Linked DNA regions of Sus scrofa: region 1 is linked to region 2. The links are chromatin contacts, called in public Hi-C maps. All regions are on one chromosome and are shown on one strand. The core of a region is the stretch at or near the end of the contact, and the rest is flanking DNA. Distances in the headings are between cores, read along the strand shown.

What was found. Hi-C and Micro-C count contacts between places; a contact is called where the count stands out from the background.
Region 1: a Hi-C map of liver shows a contact between it and region 2, with 2.0 times the contacts expected there. The contact joins two enhancer-like sites. A contact is called at or near these places in 1 of 5 promoter capture datasets (liver), 4 of 47 Hi-C or Micro-C datasets (epiblast stem cells and liver) and 1 of 2 datasets of contacts at active chromatin or transcription factors (alveolar macrophages).

Annotation. Positions count from the first base shown.
Region 1 is chr1:270,130,166-270,132,993 of Sscrofa11.1, reverse strand. FNBP1 (formin-binding protein 1) reads left to right here. Exons shown (of 18, transcript XM_021070148.1): 2 at 1,662-1,777. Among named protein-coding and RNA genes, the nearest start is that of FNBP1, 49 kb to the left of the region's middle. Within about 2 kb of position 1,418, at least 5 of the 83 cell types and tissues checked have an H3K27ac peak or open chromatin away from gene starts, as enhancers often do. A contact at or near this core is called in liver, where this site is marked.
Region 2 is chr1:270,060,779-270,063,697 of Sscrofa11.1, reverse strand. FNBP1 (formin-binding protein 1) reads left to right here. Exons shown (of 18, transcript XM_021070148.1): 11 at 1,384-1,398. Among named protein-coding and RNA genes, the nearest start is that of USP20, 67 kb to the right of the region's middle. Within about 2 kb of position 1,522, at least 1 of the 83 cell types and tissues checked has an H3K27ac peak or open chromatin away from gene starts, as enhancers often do. A contact at or near this core is called in liver, where this site is marked.

The DNA.
Region 1 (2,828 bases), core at 169-2,668, 69 kb before region 2:
TTTCCCGTATAGGGTATTATAAAGTATTGAGTCTACTTCCCTGTGCTACACAGGAGTCCTTGCTGGTAATCTGCTTTATATTTGGTAAAGCGTCTATATTAATTCCAAACCCTAATTTATCCCTCCCCCATTGGTGACCGTAAGTTTGTTTTCTATGTCTGTGCGCCTATTTCTGTTTTGTAAATAAGTTCATGCAGACGTTCGCAGGCCAGGGATCAAATGAGAGCCACAGGAGTGACAACACCGAATCCTTAATCATTAGGCCACTAGGGAACTGCCTTCTTTTTTCATTTTTTTAGGATTCCACGTATATGGCTTTGTTTTTATATTTGATCTGGCACTTTTTCATTTTACATGATCCTAATGACAGTTTGGTGATATTAGGCAGGGCTTCTGTCTTCATGTTGCAGGCAATTGACTAAAACCTTGAGGTGTTTGGTGGCCTTTCTCTAGTCCCAGAGCTGGGCTAGAACCCTCATCCTCTATTCATTGCCATTACCCTTCAGGAGCCACCCGTCCACCTCTGCCAATTCTCTTCCCCGAAGTCGTGCTAAGCCTCTCTTCACCTTTGGCTTCTGGTCCTAGGCTCGTCCTTCAGATCCACCAGCTCACCAGCCTCCATCCGTGACCTCTGAGTAGGTCTGTGCTTCCAACTCGATTCTGGACATGTCACTCCCTCGCTCAACATGTCACGTCACCCAAACTGCTGCCCCTTCCCTCCGCCAGGGTGCTCACGGGACGCAGAGCCAGGGAGTTGCCCTCGAACCCTCCTCTCCTTCACATCCCTTCCAGCCTCCCATTTAATCAGTCACAAAGACTAGCTGATTCTACCTGATCGTGGTCGGTCACATCCTTCCTTCTGTTCCCACTTCCCCTCCTTTGGTCTGTTGAACACCCCTGACTTCCAGCTGCTGGTGATGTTAAACATAGCTATGGTTGTGCCACTCCCTTGCCAAGCCCTTCAGTGGCTCACTTGTGCCTGCCAGGGTCTAGGCACCCTGGCTCGGCATGATGAGGCCAGGACCCTCTAGATCCATCACCCACCACCAGGCCATTCCACCAGATTCCTGGACCGTCTTTGCCTTCCTGCTCTCATTCTTCCAGACCAGGAATCTCCAGGCACTGCACACATCAGGATTATATTTCTCTTCTTTTTGGTTCCCCAGCCCTAAGCACCATTCTTGGCACAAAGTGTAGGCTTGATGCCTGTTCAGAGGTTGGAATAAAAGTCATGAGTCATTTTATTTGTTTGAGGAAAGCAGGTATTTTGTAACCCTTCTCCCTCCTCGTTCCTCGCCTCTGATTTCAGGGAGCTTACTTGAATGCTAACTCAGATAACGGGTAAGGTGCTGACTGAGTTGTCGCGGGTGTGTGTTCTACCTCGCGGTCCGTGGTGTCTTGGAGAGGACACTTGGCTTTGCGTCAGGACATCAGCTGTATCCAAACACCACGTTTCTAACAGGAATAGGGAACGTGAACGGACGAGTCAGAGGTCAATAGCTCAGGCAGTTTTCAAACCAAATTTGGTAATGTTGAAATCATGAAAAATGTTAGAACTGCTTTCTAGGTACTGATATATTGTTGAGAGACTTGTTCGTTGGAGTTATGCTAATCACAGAGAAAGATTACAAGCTCTCCTCCACCTTTTTTTTTTTTAACAGGATCAATTTGACAACTTAGAAAAACACACACAGTGGGGAATTGATATTCTTGAGAAATACATCAAATTCGTAAAGGAAAGGACAGAGATTGAACTCAGCTATGCAAAGCAACTCAGGTAAGTTGATACTGAGAAAGACTGGCTGTTAACTGCAGAATGGATGTAAGGATAATTCAATATTCTCATTTTGTAGTATAAATGCATAATCCTTGAACTATTTCTTCTTTCACATCAGCTTATTCTTCAATAAAAACAATTGTTTTTAAATATAAAAAATTAATTTTCCTAGGACAGTAAGCCTACAAATCAAGTTATGCTTTTAGAATCTGGTTTCTTGAAAGGATCCCTGCTGCATTTTGGAGCAGCTTTTTTGTTTTTTTCAGAAAACATCTTAAAAATTAACTTTTATTGGAGTGTAGTTGATTTACAATGTTGTGTTCGTTGCAGGTATAGAGCAACGTGAATCAGTTATATATATATCTCCCTTCTTTTTCAGATTCTTTCCCTATATAGGCTATCACAGAGTACTGAATAGATTTCCCTGTGTGTTACTTATCAATTTGAAATATAACGTAGGAGTGCTCTTGTGGCGCAATTGGTTAAGGATCTGGCATTGCCGCTGCAGCATCTTGGGTCGCTGCTGTGGCACAGGTTCGATCCCTGGCCAGGGAGTTTTTTAATGCCATGGGTGTAGCCAAAAAAAAAAAAAAAAAAAAAAGAAAAAAGAAATATTACATACATACAGAAAAGTTCACCGATCTCGTGTACAGTGCCACAAATTTTCAGAGGGAATACGACCATAGGACCAGCACCCAGGTCTAGAAACAGCAAGTTACCAGCCTCAGGGCCTTTTCCAGGGTTTGACCACTCTTCCGATCTCTGACAGCCTGGATTAGTCGTGCCTGTTTTTAAACCTTAACGAATGTGAGCATTTATTATGCACTGTTTGTATTTGGCTTCCTTTGTTCCTCATTATGTCTGTGGGATTCACTATTGTTGCATTTGCTGGTACTTTTCATTGGTGTTTAATATTTTGGTGTATGAATGTATCACTGTTTTTTTAAATGATTTTTATTTTTTCCATTATAGTTGGTTTACAGTGCTCCGTCAATTGTCTATGGTACGGCAAAGTGACCCAGTCACACACACACATATATTCTTTTCCTCG
Region 2 (2,919 bases), core at 273-2,772:
AGCCTTTTCCCTCATAGGAACAATTTCTTTGAACACTTAACACCATTTGCAAAGAAGTATCAACTTTGAGTTAATCTGAAGAATAAGATTTTTTAAATCTATTCGAGGTATTTTTAACACTCTCTACCCAATTTAAAACCAAAAGCACTTTCTTTGGTGATTTGTCTCCAACTTATTTTTGGATCCTAGTACCAGTTGCCTGAACTTTTAGGATTGATAACAGCTAAGTCAGTGTGCCCTGAACTCTCAAAATACTGCTTTTGAGTCAGAAAGCACAGATCAGCTGTTACTCAAGAACTGGTGTTTCTTTTTCTTAATTTTGAGATCACTTTTAATCTGATGGGGGTCCAATAACCATTATGGTTTTGCCAGTCTCCACACCCAGCAGCACTGCAGCTGCAATGTCCTCATAATTACCAGGAAATCCATAGCAAGGCGTAAGGACCCCTTGGAATTGAGATAGTTGGCTCTTTCCTAAAAGTAATTTGCAAGAGCTAGATTTCCTATCGTGGCGCAGCAGAAATGGTTCTGACTAGGAACCATGAGGTTGCGGGTTCGATCCCTGGCTTTGCTCAGTGGGTTAAGGATCCAGTGTTGCTGTGAGCTGTGGTGTAGGTCACAGATGTAGCTTGGATCTGGCATTGCTGTGGCTGTGGTGTAGGCTGGCAGCTGTAGCTCTGATTCGACCCCTAGCCTGGGAACCTGCATACACTATGGGTGCAACCCTAAAAAGCAAAAAAAAAAAAAAAAAAAAAAAAGTACTTTGCAAGAGCAGCAACTTAACAGAAGTTAACTCCCCAGGAGTTGGTGGCCTAGCAGTAAAAGGATCTGGTACTGTCACTGCTGTGGCTTGGGTCACTGCTGTGGCGTGGGTTCCATCCCTGGCCTGGGAACTTCTGCATGCTGCAGGCACACTACCCCTTCCCCCTGAAAAACAAACAAACAAAAACCTTAAAAAGATAAAAACATTACTGGTATGTTGTGCAAGCATTGACTTTCCTGACTCTTTTCGTCTGTGTGAACCTTTCCATGGAAACCTGATGAACTAGAGGCTCTGTGATCATGGTTCAGCATCATGCTGTGTCACAACTGCAAACTCGGTTTATACCCAGACTCATGGAACCAATCCAGAACAGCAAACAGAAACTCTCCTTTTCTATCTCGATTCTGTGCTCCAGCAACGTGGCAGCTAAAGAAGTTTGGATAGATCAGCCCCTCTTGGGAACGTTGGTACAGATCCGCTATAAATCATTTTCACAAAGCGCCAGGTGAATTTATGTCTTAGGTGAATGCAGTGGAACCGGCCAAGTTCCTCTTCTTCTCATGTGTTGTTGTTTCTCTCTCTCTTTTTTCCCCTGTTATCTCTTCAATTTTTACACGAAGCTTTCTCTCAAGCTGGTAAGCACAATTATTCTATGCATGTCCTGACGCTAATCAGGTTCTTCGGGTGTGTGTTTTGTGGGTGCTCTCTCTGCCATGTGCATCTCTTTGAAGTTAACTGTTGAGTTGTGCTTCTCTTGTGTGTGCTTCTGTTGGTAGTTCTTTATTAGACCTTTGGAATACAAAGGTCCAGAGTCTAACAGGGGTGATTGTAAACTTTTCAAGTTGCTAAGAAAATTAACGCTTAACTCATGATTTGGTTTTCTTAACTACTGGGGTCTTAAGAGGATGACAGATGTTGATAAATTTTATTTAAATATGAATATAAATACAAAATATGGACAAATACAAAGATGAAATACAGGAGAGTTTATTTATTGGATTATTTTGAATAAAACCAAATTTTGGTGTTCCCTGATGGCCCAGGGTCAAAGATCTGGTGTTGTCACTGCTGTGGCATAGGTCCGATCCCTGACTCTGGGAACCTCCACATGCCCTGGGCATGGCAAAAAAAAAAAAAAAAAAATCAAATGTAATGGTTGAAAGTTGCTCCTTCCTGGGAGCCACAGAAGCGGATGAAAAATGCTGGGAACCTGAGAGAAATGTGTGGGAATGATACTAGGCTCAAACTCAGGTCTAAGGCACCTTTGAGAAATGAAAACCATGAAATCTTGTAAGGTGCTACAGAAAGACCTTGTAGCATAGCTGATCCAGGGAATCACAAGACGACTTTATGGATGATGAAAAGAGCCTCCTAAGCCTTTCTACAGTGATGTCTCTAGTGTTCAATGTTGTTTCTACTTTAATGGCATAGCCCTAGTAAATAGTCAAACTAATCATTAAGTTTATTAAAAAAAACCTCTTAACCTCGTAACCCCTGTTATACTCAAATATACTCAAACACCGCAGCTGAGAATATCCTAATTCATGAACCGTGATGAACTGTGACAATTCCACCAGGAATAAGATCAGCGTTTTAGGCGCTGCTGTTGAGAACGTAGGACGATATTTTATGGTTACCCTTATATGTTCTTTTATGTGCGTTTGAGTATATACATAAACGTATGTATATACAGGATTTTTTCAGCCCGACTCACTCTTTGGCAATTGATCCAAATCAGTTGGATTTGGAAACGAAAGAAAAAGAATGTTTTACTAAACATTTCTTAGACTTTAAAATGAAATCCCAGGAAGAATTCTTGATGAAGACCTCTGCAAGAAGGAAATATCTAGATGCTGAAATGAACTGCAGTCATCAAAAGTATGAATTTGGGAGAAAATGGATCCATTAAGTGGGAGTCTCTCAGATGCCAGGGTTTCTTTTTGGCCCTTGTTCTTTTGCTGAGGTGCTAGCCGCAGAAGATGGTATAATTAGGCAGTCTTTCTGTTTGAGATAAATCATTTTACTAGCCTGGAATTGAATTGTTGCTCAATACCCTTACTTTGAAGCTAATAAAGAAGTAAACTCTTGGAGTTCCCTGGTGGCTCAGTAGGTTAAGGATCCGGCATGGTCACTGCTGTGGTACCTGTTCTATCCCT